Linked DNA regions of Mus musculus: region 1 is linked to region 2. The links are chromatin contacts, called in public HiChIP or PLAC-seq maps. All regions are on one chromosome and are shown on one strand. The core of a region is the stretch at or near the end of the contact, and the rest is flanking DNA. Distances in the headings are between cores, read along the strand shown.

Evidence for each region. HiChIP or PLAC-seq counts read pairs in DNA pulled down with a chosen protein or histone mark.
Region 1: a contact with region 2 is called in an HNF4G HiChIP or PLAC-seq map of pancreatic cancer cells. The contact joins the promoter of Ptgs2 here to the enhancer-like site in region 2. A contact is called at or near these places in 6 of 39 promoter capture datasets (the 3T3-L1 cell line, the C10 cell line, the HPC-7 cell line and 3 more), 3 of 484 Hi-C or Micro-C datasets (bone marrow-derived macrophages, embryonic fibroblasts and uterus), 5 of 115 datasets of contacts at active chromatin or transcription factors (the NIH/3T3 cell line, embryonic fibroblasts, fibro-adipogenic progenitors and 2 more) and 3 of 9 other capture datasets (adipose tissue, liver and pancreatic islet).

What each region holds. Positions count from the first base shown.
Region 1 is chr1:150,097,019-150,103,660 of GRCm38.p6, forward strand. Ptgs2 (prostaglandin-endoperoxide synthase 2) reads left to right here and starts at 3,013. Exons shown (of 10, transcript NM_011198.4): 1 at 3,013-3,257; 2 at 3,956-4,072; 3 at 4,195-4,338; 4 at 4,973-5,116; 5 at 5,578-5,759. The coding sequence starts at 3,206. It overlaps Ptgs2os (prostaglandin-endoperoxide synthase 2, opposite strand), which reads right to left and starts at 2,856. Exons shown (of 5, transcript NR_015466.3): 1 at 2,410-2,856.
Region 2 is chr1:149,908,929-149,915,481 of GRCm38.p6, forward strand. The region is part of intron 3 of Pla2g4a (phospholipase A2, group IVA (cytosolic, calcium-dependent)); the gene reads right to left. Among named protein-coding and RNA genes, the nearest start is that of Pla2g4a, 49 kb to the right of the region's middle. Within about 2 kb of position 4,248, at least 18 of the 459 cell types and tissues checked have an H3K27ac peak or open chromatin away from gene starts, as enhancers often do. A contact at or near this core is called in adipose tissue, pancreatic cancer cells and uterus, where this site is marked.

The DNA of each region.
Region 1 (6,642 bases), core at 1,763-4,262, 190 kb after region 2:
CTTCTACATTTCTTTCCTCTAAAGAATGCTCTATAAAAACAAATAAAACTATTCTTGCTTTCCTCTATTACCACAGTATATCTTTCTTTTTACTTTTAACTTTCTCTTTGAATGGGATATTGTTTGAATTAAGGAATATGTCCTTTATTAGCCAGATGGTGGTGATACAAGTCTTCAAGCCCAGCATGTCAGAGGCAGAGGCAGGCAAATATCTGAGTTTGAGGCCAGCTAGCTCCATCTATGGAGTGAGTTCCAGGATGGCCATGACTACACAGAGATACCCGTGTCGAGGAAAAGAAAAAGAAATAACAATTAATAAAAAGCCAAACCCAAAACAAAAACAAAAATGTCATTTATTTCCAGTGTATGCATGAACTTTACATTTAATATCAACACTGCATGTTTAATTATCTAAGTGCATTATAAAATTAGAACGAAAATCTACCTAACAATCTACCTAGCATCTTAGGAGAAAAAAGTTGCTGAAAATTCAAGCAGCAGAAGAGGGCAGTAAAACTCAACAGAATGTTCTCAAAGGTGTTAGTACATTTCCTTATTTTCCTTTTTTAGAATCTCAAAACTCTTTCATATACTAACAAAATATATTTTCTACAACAGACACTTAAATATGTACCCAAGTGTACAGAGAACCACCAAAATTCCACACAGTTCATCACTACACTTGCTATATAATAAACATCTTATTAAGGAGCCTCATTACCATTGTGCTTTGCCATACAGAACAGTTTGAACCATCTTGATTTGGTTTGGGACAGTTAATATTCCCCTGTAACCAGTATTCCAATTGTGCCTGTACAGTGTGCTCTGGCATCCCAGACTTCTCAAAAGCAGCCAATTACAAAATACTTTCCCCTTATGTCCTTATTTGGACTTCCTTTCAAAACTGCTCTTGTCCTCCAGGTCTGAATTTCTTACTGAGTTCTCCTGTCATTCCGTAGTATATGGAACTCTCCTTACATCTGAGGTTACAGATTAGATCAACCAACTCAACCATACAGATAATTTTACTTGCATTTCTTCTATGATTATGTTTAATGTCTTTAAATGTCAAGTAGTCTGAAGGTGATTATTCTCTATGCCCTGTTTTTCCCCTCACTTTGAATTTGTAATGTTTTCTTTTTTTTTTTTTCTTTTAGTTTTTGTGAGACAGGATTTTTCTGTGTATAGCTGGCTGTCCTGAAACGTGCTCTGTGGACCAGGGAGGCCTCAGAGATCTGCTTAGACTCCTTTTTCTCCCTCAATGCTGGGATTAAGGGCCAACATCACCATCCACCACCACCCCCTTTGCCATAATCTCTTTTAAAACATCAGAATATACTTCTCTACATAATGGGCATACAATTAATATTAGATGAGGATGGAGTTGGTCAAAGTCAGTTGAAGATTTCACTAGAAAATGTTCGTACACAGTCAAGAATGTGGAATTTTATACAGTTCCTAGCTGAAGTTCGTATCAGGAGCTCTAACAAACTTAGTTTGACACCATGCACTTCCCGCATTTAAAATAAAACAGAAAACAAGAACTATTTAAAGGGATTCTCCAAAAGAAAACAGTCTGTGCTTTCAGTTGAAATTTCCCATAAGACTCCGTGTAAGAGGCTGGGAGTGCCATACCTGGACTGATTAAACATGACTAGAACAAAGGCCCTGGGTGACATGGAGTTTTAGTCACTGTGTCTCATGTAGCATCAAATTAGCTTGCACATGAAGCAAACAGTTAAAAAAAAATTCCATGAGTATTCTTACTTTCTGGGAGACTTCCGCAGAGTCAGGTATTTGCTAGAGTTTCCTAAGTGCTGCTTCTCATGGTCGATTGGATTCCCCCATGTGGATATTCTCCCCTTTCATTTTTGTTTTGTTTTGTTCTGTTTTGTTTTGAGCAGGGGTCTTGCTGTGTTACCCAGCCTGCTTCAAACCATTTTCCTGACTTAACTGTCCTCAGAATATAGTGTAATTTCACACTCTGTGTCATTTTTTTTATCCATTCACGCCAAGAACGTACAGTTTAGTTGAATTTTTTAGTTTCCTCCTTTTCTTATTTTGCTCCTTTTCGCTACTCCATCCTCACACCCCCTCCATGGCCAACACAAACACAGTAGGAAGATATCCAACACTATCAAAAACATCACCTCTCTAGGCAAATAATTTTTTATCAAACACTGTTTCTGAATGAAGTGAATTTTTTTTTAAGGTTAGGGAGAATAAGGCTAGTTATGGAAAAATAACTATTACCTTTTGATCCGTTGCCATAACATACTTTCTTGTAAACATGGACAGAAAAAGTTTTTAAAAGGTACATTTGAAAACAAATTCTTTCTAGTGATACATCCCGTGAAAAGAGTTGCTGATCAAAATGATAAAAGCTATGTAACAGCAGGGGGAAAATACCTTAAAGCAATGCTGTGGACACTTAGCATTCCGATGAAGTGGAGCTCAGCATCTGTCCCTGGGAAAGGCGAGTGCCAGGGGCTCCTGTGACTGCAGAACCCGGAGGGTAGTTCCATGAAAGACTTCAACCTAATTCCACCAGTACAGATGTGGACCCTGACAGAGGACACTCATTTCATTAAAAATAGAAGAAATTAAATTAACCGGTAGCTGTGTGCGTGCTCTGAGCAGCGAGCACGTCAGACTGCGCCCCAGTGGGGAGAGGTGAGGGGATTCCCTTAGTTAGGACCTTAGATCCCGGGAGGGGAAGCTGTGACACTCTTGAGCTTTTAGGCCCCCACTGGATGCGCGACTGGGAGGAAACCGGAGACCCCAAAGAGCGCCAGACTAGGCGCAGACTCAGCGAACCACAGGGCGCCTGGAGGGATGGAGAGGGCGGTGCAGCTCTCTTGGCACCACCTGGGGCAGCCAAGGGCAGCTTCCCGGCTTCCTTCGTCTCTCATTTGCGTGGGTAAAAGCCTGCCGCTGCGGTTCTTGCGCAACTCACTGAAGCAGAGAGGGGGAAAAGTTGGTGGGGGTTGGGGAAAGCCTAAGCGGAAAGACAGAGTCACCACTACGTCACGTGGAGTCCGCTTTACAGACTTAAAAGCAAGGTTCTCCCCATTAGCAGCCAGTTGTCAAACTGCGAGCTAAGAGCTTCAGGAGTCAGTCAGGACTCTGCTCACGAAGGAACTCAGCACTGCATCCTGCCAGCTCCACCGCCACCACTACTGCCACCTCCGCTGCCACCTCTGCGATGCTCTTCCGAGCTGTGCTGCTCTGCGCTGCCCTGGGGCTCAGCCAGGCAGGTGAGTTGCGCCCCGAGGCGCCCTGGGACTCCTCAGGCTCAGACCCCCTTTCTAGCAGTGTGGGCCTGGCTGTGTATTGGCAAAGAGCCTGGACTGCTTAAGTCCTGAGGAACTGCAACCCACTTTCAGGTTTCTTATTTGCTAAAAACCAATAGTCTTAATGGCTTACAGGTTGTCATTATGGTAAGACAATCTGATCAATACTTGTGAAAAGCATAGATGTGGGCAACTGAACAAGAGTGGCTGCTTTGAATACCTGTTAGAGTTTTTCTATCCACAGAAAAATCCAGAATACATTTTTAAAAATATATTTAAAATGCTAAAACTTGACTGTTTTAATTTTATTTTCTTTACACTAAATTTTGACTATTGCACTAGGTCGATCCATTTTAATATTTAAAGGGATGCTTAATAATTCTAGTCTGTGTGTCCGAGTTATTTTAAAAATGTTGGTAATGTGAACTATGAAGTTAGGTCCTCTGTGTTTCTTGCTTAAGAATACAAAGTTGCTTGCTATTTCCATAAACAGTTGATAAGACAGACTTAATTAAAATAATGACCTTTTTAAATCTGGGTCTACCTATGTATTTGTCAAACTTATCATTGTAAAGTTGACCCATAGTGACAGAATTAAATCCTTAAGTTAAGATGAGAACAACCAAGAGTAACTGACAGGATATCTTATTTTTTTAATGTAGCAAATCCTTGCTGTTCCAATCCATGTCAAAACCGTGGGGAATGTATGAGCACAGGATTTGACCAGTATAAGTGTGACTGTACCCGGACTGGATTCTATGGTGAAAACTGTACTACACGTAAGTTTTTCCTGGGGTATCTTCCTTTGGAATGTGGCCACATGTGTAACCATCATTCTGTAGATTTGTGTCCTATGGGGGAGGGGCCTGCTCATTCTTCCTCCTGCTTTGTCTCTCTCCAGCTGAATTTCTGACAAGAATCAAATTACTGCTGAAGCCCACCCCAAACACAGTGCACTACATCCTGACCCACTTCAAGGGAGTCTGGAACATTGTGAACAACATCCCCTTCCTGCGAAGTTTAATCATGAAATATGTGCTGACATGTAAGTACAACCCTCCCTTGTTTTCCAGCATCCTCCAACACAACTAGGCACTAGAAACCCAACCCCAAGAACTATCCTGACCTTTTCAAAGGGCTTGAAGTATACCTTTTCTAATCTGTTTTTCCCCTGAAATGTCTAAAATACAGTCATGAAAACCTGTAGTCTCTATTCTAGTTTTGACCCCTGTCCTTCATTCGTGTGGAGGAAGTGTGGTTCACTTGTTCATTGAATAAATACCCATGGCTCACAGAATTGTTCGGAACACATAGAATTGTTCTGAACCTTTGAAACAAATGGTTGACTAGGGTTTGGGTCAGAAGAGAAAAATAGCTGTCTGTAGTTATTGGTGAGGGCCATGCCCAAATGTCTCTGTCATCAGCTATGGAACAGGGAGTGGGTAGAAACTGAAAAGTCAAGACTACTGGAGCAGAATGTCCTGTGTAAAATTTAAGCTTTATTGAAGATGCATTTTCAGTGCTCTTTAAAGTTCAGCCATTGTACAGCAGGGTATCTTTGTCTGAAGGAAATCTAGTCTCTGTACTTGCTACATTGTACAATGATAATTGATATGCCCTTGTTGTTGTTGTTGTTTTTCATATGAGGACCAATGATTTTTTTTTCTTTAAAATTTCAGCCAGATCATATTTGATTGACAGTCCACCTACTTACAATGTGCACTATGGTTACAAAAGCTGGGAAGCCTTCTCCAACCTCTCCTACTACACCAGGGCCCTTCCTCCCGTAGCAGATGACTGCCCAACTCCCATGGGTGTGAAGGGTGAGTGTAAAGAAATACAGACATAGCAACTGCAGTGAGGCTTGGGTGTGTACCTAGAAAAGGTGTCCATTATGTAAAACTGTAAATAGTTTTGTCTTTAGTATGGTTATCCACAGAGGTTTATTAAAAGTACAGATGTAGTATGGGAAAGTAAATCTGCATTGATGTAATGTCTTAGCCTTAGTATGTTTTGCTAAATAGAACTGATGTTAGTTACAATTCATAAAAAATTCAATAACACCCCCTGCTTTATATCTTAACACTTGAATTTAAAACCTTAGCCCAGCCTGGGGTACAAGCCTGACACTGTGCCTCAAAACACAACAGTCGTATTGATGTTGTGATCTTCTTTGAGACGGTGCTTCTAAGTGATGGATGCTGTCATGTATTATACAGTCATCTGTTTGCTTGAACAAATAGGTGAATGGATAGATACTTACTTTAGAATTTACATGTTCCAGGAAATAAGGAGCTTCCTGATTCAAAAGAAGTGCTGGAAAAGGTTCTTCTACGGAGAGAGTTCATCCCTGACCCCCAAGGCTCAAATATGATGTTTGCATTCTTTGCCCAGCACTTCACCCATCAGTTTTTCAAGACAGATCATAAGCGAGGACCTGGGTTCACCCGAGGACTGGGCCATGGAGTAAGTGGGCTTAACTCAGATTTATAGCAAATCCTTAGGGAATGCTGACATCTTACCATGCCAAACAAATCACACCCATTTTTTTTTAATCCAAATGTCATGACTACTAAAACCATAATAGGTGTTCCATTTTCATTTTCTGATTTAGTAAAAATGAACTGACACACAGAGACATATTTTAATGTAATTTTCCTTACATTTTTAGTTTAAAAGTTTGGTCCATGAAAAGGGTCTATCTTCTGTAAATAAATAAATAAATTATTAGTCATCGGTGGCATTGGGAAGTGAACCTTAGAAGTTTGTGCTTGCCAGGCACTGGTCTCTGCTATTGAGGCAGAAGAGGTCCAGCCTTTACACACACACACACACACACACACACACACACACACACACACACACACACATACAAAATCCCCTTCTATGCTTCTTTAAACAATGTAAAATTACTATTATGGTTATAATGAAGCAAGTGGCATATTTAATATAGGATACTAATACTATTCAACATAAAGAAATATACAGACTTGTAGCTCTGGTAGACAAATTATTTTAGAATTTTGTGGCTATGAAAAAGTCACTTATTGAGCTAGATTGGTGATTAAGAACAGTTGTTGCTTTTGCTTAAGTTCTTAACACCTACATGACAGTTCACAACCACCTATAACTCCAGTCAGTTCTAGGAGATTCCATGTTTTGTAACATTTTAGGGCACCAGACAAGCACATGACATACATACATACATACATACATAGAGGCAAATTCTCATACATATAAAAATAAAATAAATCTTAAGAAAATCACGTGGTGAATTTTAAAGACAACTAAATCATCAATATTGAATAAGAAATTATAGTAAAAAATCAGTAAATTGAACTTTCTCCAT
Region 2 (6,553 bases), core at 2,998-5,497:
GCTACCCTTGTTCACCAAGCACCAAGGTTACCGTGAACATAATATAATCCAAATCCTGCAGTGGATAACTCAGCAGGCACTCTTCACAACACCACACAGTTGTATTTCTGGAGCACAGTATTTAAATTTACTTCCTGCAATGCCAGGGCTAAATATGGTGAGGCGGGGGACAAAAATGAACCAGAAAGACCCTTCACCAACCCCCAAGTTCCCCTATGGTCAGCGACTCTTCCTCTACCCCACACTGCAATGCTATTGTTGGTCTTTAACAGTGAAACCAAAGAGCACCCTGAGTGAAACCAAAGAGCACACCTTGTTTCAAACATTCTGCCCATGCAGGCTGGGAGCAGAAATCTTTGTGCTAACACAGCAGAGCTGTACTTCAGATTTGCACCTCTCATTGTTTTCTCTCTAGATTGAAAGTTATCCAGCCACTGCTATTGTCCTAAGAATGTTCAAGAAAAGAACTCAAAGACAAGAGAGTTGGGACTAAAGGGAATAAGGTCTTCTGGTCATGTTCTTAATTTAGTTCTTACTTTCCTAGGCAAAGAATTGACTCTTCTGCTTTCCTGTAGGATGAAACTGGCAACTAAAATTCATTTTCCCAGCAAGCTTACTATATATGCATCTACAGACAAGTAACTTGATTCAAGTTACTCATTAGACACAACTACTCCCACCACAGAGAAAAAGACAGACCTGTGGACATGTACCAAGTCAAACAAGATCCTTCAGAAACAGACTTCAACTCAGCTGAACAGATAGCTCAGTGGTTGACAATACTAGTTGCACACGTATGAGGGTGGACTTTGACTCTTAGGACTGACATCAAAAGCCTGCTGCGTTCCCTTACATGCCCACATCTCTGTACTCCACTGAGAGTGGATGGAGTGGAGGATCTGTAGAGCTTACAGGCTACCAGGCTGACCTAAAATCACAAGCTCCATATTCAGTGAGAGACATTGCCTCAAAGAAATCAGACTATGATAGACAAAGAAAACACACTATGATAGAGAAGGATGCTCTGCAGCATCCTCTGGTCTATACAAGAGTATGTGTACAAGTACACACTATATCACACACTGACATTCATAGGCACACATATCACACACATGCACAGAAGTATATATGGACAGAAAACAAACAACAGGCTTTAACTCTGTCTCTCTAAGCCACACTCCTAGCTGCAGCAAATAAAGCAATTTTAAGTAATTCCTGTCTGTACTACACTGTAAATCCTAACAGGGATCCATTACTTCTTATCCAGTACTGAATGGTGGAATGGCAAAGCCAACAGCAAATTATGAAATACAAAACATCACAAGAATATAATGAATATCATAAAAGGTTATCTAATAATGAGGGGCACTGAGGAACAGGTGGGCCCCACTATATATATCCATTTCACTCCTCAGTAATATGCCATAACTCTCGTAATATAGCACCCATTGTTTTTGATTTGTATCTCAAAACAAATTAGTGCCAGCCACTTCTTCCAAGTGCATTTGTATTTCATCTGTATTTCAAAGAAATACTGAAAAACAAATTCTGAGTCTCCCTGAATAGTTCCTTACCAGAACAGGAATGCATCAGGGTAGGTGTTTATAGGTATCAGCTCATGCTCCCTCCAGAAAAGGCTAAGAGCTGTAATCCTTAGGGCTAAAAATACTGAAAGGTAACACCAGTGAATGGTGGAAAATACTGAAGTGGAAAAAAATACATGCTATCTGCAGATCTCCAACAAAATTCGACTTTTGTTGCTTTTGTATGACCATTTTATTTAAGTCTCTGTGGTACCATTTAGAAGGGAACAAAAATGCTTTTGTTGTAACTCTTAGGTCTTGGGAGACAGCTTAGTTGGTTAAGTCCTTGCTGCACACACTTAAGGACCTTAGTTTACCCAATATGCACAAAGCCCTGAGCTCAATCCCCACTTAAATCTCAGTACTCCCCAAACCAGACATGCCTGCAATCTCAACACTCGGGGAAGGCAGGAGGATCCGAAATTCAAGGTCATCCTAGCCTATGTAGTGAGTTCAAGGCCAATCTGGGCTACATGAGACCATGTCTCCAAAACAACAACAATATTCCACCACGTTTCACAGAGTCACAGAAAGACATGAAGTATAAGTCTTGAGAACTTCGCTCAGCCCCTCTGGTTATTTAACAAATAGTTATGCTGTGAAGGAACCCGAGAAGAAGATGTAACTGTCACTTCAGGTAACAGTCAATGGTGAATAGACATGAAATGGCTGAGCAGCTTCCCCCAGGTCACACAGTTGACAAACAGTGGCCACGTGAGCCTAGCAATACACAGAGTGCTGGCTCTGGCCTCTGCACAGCTTCCTCTTTGGTGGGAAAGCCACATTCAGTGTAGTTCCTTGCCACAAATAGGATGCTTCTCTTAATTTTTCGAGGGACTTGGCAAGCCCTGACTACACAGGGACACTCAGCATTTATCAGTAAGGACCTTAGTGAAAGAAAATTGCTACAAGAACCCTTGTTTATGTTTCCTTAATATTTCTTTTCCAAAGTCAAAATTCCCATGTTGCTATTACAGTTTATGTTTGAATTTTATCTGAAAATGTATCCAAGTGTGTCACTGAAGCCAGACATGACAGTGCATGCCTGTGATCCCAACACTTGAGAGGCAGAGACGGAATGATAAGATATACGATGTTTAAGTTCATCCCCAGAGCATAGAGTTCAAGATCAACCTTGGCCAAAAGAAAAAAAAATCAACAACAACAACAGCAAAACTTGAAGTATTTTGATATATCCAAGGAGCTGTAAAAACAAAAAATAACTTCTAAGGATGGAGATGTGATACTAGGTGATATTCCAACTATATCTTTGTAATATTTAATTAGCCATTCCAGTTCTACACAACTCTAAAAACATAACAGTTTTTTATTTTCAGGAAAAAACTTTAAAACATTAAAAATAATATGCTAGACATGTTTATACAAATGTTTAAAACTTTAGAGTCATGGGGCTATTTTATTCAACACAGATATTTTAAGAAAGTATTTTGGGAACTTAAGAAAGGTTAATCTCATTTTTTAAAAAATTTAATTCCTTTACATTTTAATCACAGCCTTTTAAAACTTTTTCAGCAAAAAATAGAATGCTTTTAGTCCATGCAAAGAAGACTGAGAACATAACTCAACTGTAAGAGAGATTTGGAAAATAAGCTTTTGTTCTCACTTGACTGAACATGGGCCTTTCAAAGTATAGATAAAAGTAAAAGCAGGAACACAAGGATGCTCCCGTATGAGACAGGAGTGATGAGGGCCAAAATGAGTAATGATGGCTGAGCCTTCAAAGCAGCACATGGGCTGGGTGCAGGGATCCCTACTGGGACAGAAAATGAACTTTCTCTTCGATGCCACCTATATACACCTATACTGCTGTAACCCTCTTCTTCGTACTCTATTGAATAAAGGGTGAAATTCTCTAAACTGGGTGAAATCCCACCTAGCCAAGGTTATTGAAATAGACAATGGTATTGTTAACTGAACCCCTAAGACTTAAATTAATACACACACACACACACACACACACACACACACACACACACACAAAACTCTTCAAATTTAAGTGCAGAGGAAAATGCCTAAATGGACTCCTAAAGTTACTTGAAAATTCACATAGAATGTGTCATTCTAAGCAGAAGAGGAAAACATTCCACTTTAGCACTTTAGCACCTGGTACTTCTCCATGCCTAACACGTTCTCTTCGTTGTCACATAGAGCGAAGACATGTGAGATAAACATGTTAGGAGACACTTGACTCATCTTGAAATTATCTCCTCTGAAATGACCGCTGGGGAATAATTTCATTAGATTTAGAGCCCTTTAAACTTTTGGGTGGACTCAAAAACATTCCAAACATATTAGTAAACTCTTAAAAAACTCATATTCAGTCATAACCTAAAGGCTGACCCCAGAGAAAGAAATTACCAAATACACACATCAGGGCAGCAGATAGGAAAGAGCAAGGTTAGTCAGTTCCAAAGAATAAGATTTGAAATTCTGTAATTAAAGTACATAATTACTAATAAAAATCTCTATACTGTGTGCTTCAGAAAACGTCTAATAAAATGTGGACAGAAATAACACAGACATTTATAATCTGGACAGGAGGAGTAACATAAAGCTATTTTTCCAATCCTCTCCTCACTGAGGCAGCAAAAAGAGGCTCATGAATTTGATTTATTTCCCCAGTACTCCTTAAGCTCTTAGTTGAGATGTTTGAGAGTATTTACATTTTTTATGTGGATACAGGAAATGGTTCCACAACAACAGGCAGTGTATCGAGCACACAGATAAGTAACTCAATGCTAACTGAAATGTTCACATTTCCAAGACAAGGTAAACAAAGTCAGAGGGAGGGCGTGTAGGTTGTCTAGAAACAGGGCGCTTGTGTAGGGGAATCACTAGGACTTTGTGGTCTTTTGAAGAGGCTTTAACTAGGTGGACTTAAAGGAGGAATTTAGGTTGATGCTTTAAAAACAAGACTGGAAAAGGTGAGTGGGGAGATGGCTCAGTAGGTTGAAAACAAAAGCATTTTGTGCAGTTGTGGTGATGTAATTATGGATCCTCAGAACACATAAAGTCAGGCAAGCCGCTAAGTGTCACAATGTCCTCACAGAAAGAAGGAGAATTCCTGGAAGCTTGTATGTCAGGTAGCCAGGATCTGAAGCTATGAACAAGAGCTGATCAAACAAGGTGGAAAGTATAACTGACTGACACTTGTGGAGCTCTATGACTACACATACGGGCTGTGGTATGCATGCAAAACATTAACACACATGAGCATACGTTTGTATTTTACACACACACACACACACACACACACACACTATTTTAAAACCAGTTGTAAAAAAGATGGCAATCTTTCCTGAAATTCACCTGAGTTTTAACTTTCTTGCTTTCCAAAGGGTTAGAAAAACACATGAAACTCAAGAAGAACAAAGACCAAAGTGTGAACACTTCACCCGTTCTTAGAATTGGGAACAAAACACCCATGGAAGGAGTTACAGAGACAAAGTTTGGAACTGAGATGAAAGGATGGATCATCTAGAGACTGCTGCACCCGGGAATCCATCCCATAATCAGCCTCCAAATGTGGACACCATTGCATACTCCAGCCAGATTTTGCTGAAAGGACCCTGGTATAGCAGTCTCTTGTGAGGCTATGCCGATGCCTGGAAAACATAGCAGTGGATGCTCACAGTCAGCTATTGGATGGATCACAGGGCCCCCAATGGAGGAGCTAGAGAAAGTATCCAAGGAGCTAAAAAGATCTGCAACGCTATAGGTGGAACAACAATATGAACTAACCAGTACTCCCAGAGCTCGTGTCTCTAGCTGCATATGTATCAGAAGATGGCCTACTTGGCCATCATTGGGAAGAGAGGCCCCTTGGTCTTGCAAACTTTATATGCCCCAGTACAGGGAGCACCAGGGCCAAGAAGTGGGAGTGGGTGGGTAGGGGAGCGGGGGGTGGGGGGTGGAGGGTATGGAGGGCATTCGGAATAGCATTTGAAATGTAAATGAAGAAAATACCTAATAAAAAATTGGAAAAAAAAAGAAAGCTATGCTCTCACCCACTGTGTGGTAGCCATGGGTCTGTGCTCAACATCATTATCCTATGGAGGTTCACAAGTGCTCTTTATTGTTATACAAACTAAGAAGAAGTCTTCCCTTAGGGATTTCATTTCCTGACAAAAGCAGAAGGCCAGGATCCATAAAACCATGGACCTGAAGATGGAAGCCAGTGATGTCATCATCAATGCTTGCTGCAGGCTTTCCTTCTGCACTATAGGAAATTCTAAACACCTAGAATTCTTGTAGTTTCTTAGGGAAAGGGGGAGACCACCCACACTCATTACCTTTAATGAGTTGGGGCTTGGTCTTAAGTTTGCTTTTTCTTGCTATGGTCAAAGACCAAGACCAAAAGCAACTTGGGGGAGAAAGGTCTCATTTCATTTCCTACTTATTTCAGTCCATCACAAAGGGAAGGCAGGGCAGGAATCTAAAGGTGGGAACTAAAGCAGAGGCCATAGAGGAATGTTGCTTCCTGACTTGCTCACAATGGCTTGCTTTATAACATGACCTGGAATCACCTGTGCAGTGGTTCCCATATGACCTCAACTTGTGTTAAACTGACCAAAACAGACCCAAAGTCAAACCCAAAGTGAATTAGAAATGTGCTAATTGAGTGTTGCTTTCCCTGAGTGTGAGCATAAAAAGTCACACGAGCACTCATTGGTGTGTTAAGAATGATTGATAGCTAGAATGCAAAATATACAACACAGTAGATTCAAGACTCACTGAGCATTTGCAAATATTGTATGCTTAATAATCACTTTGTAAATGAACATGTAGTTAAAACTAATTTTAGAGGCATTTCGATCATTATTTCTGGAACGTCATAGGTGTTTGGTCTGCATTGTTTAAGTGCCAATTCAGAATTGTTGCTGATTCCTGCTAAGTGAGCATCTATCTCCCTTGAAGATGGAAGTGGAGCTTTAGAGTATCTCTTTTCT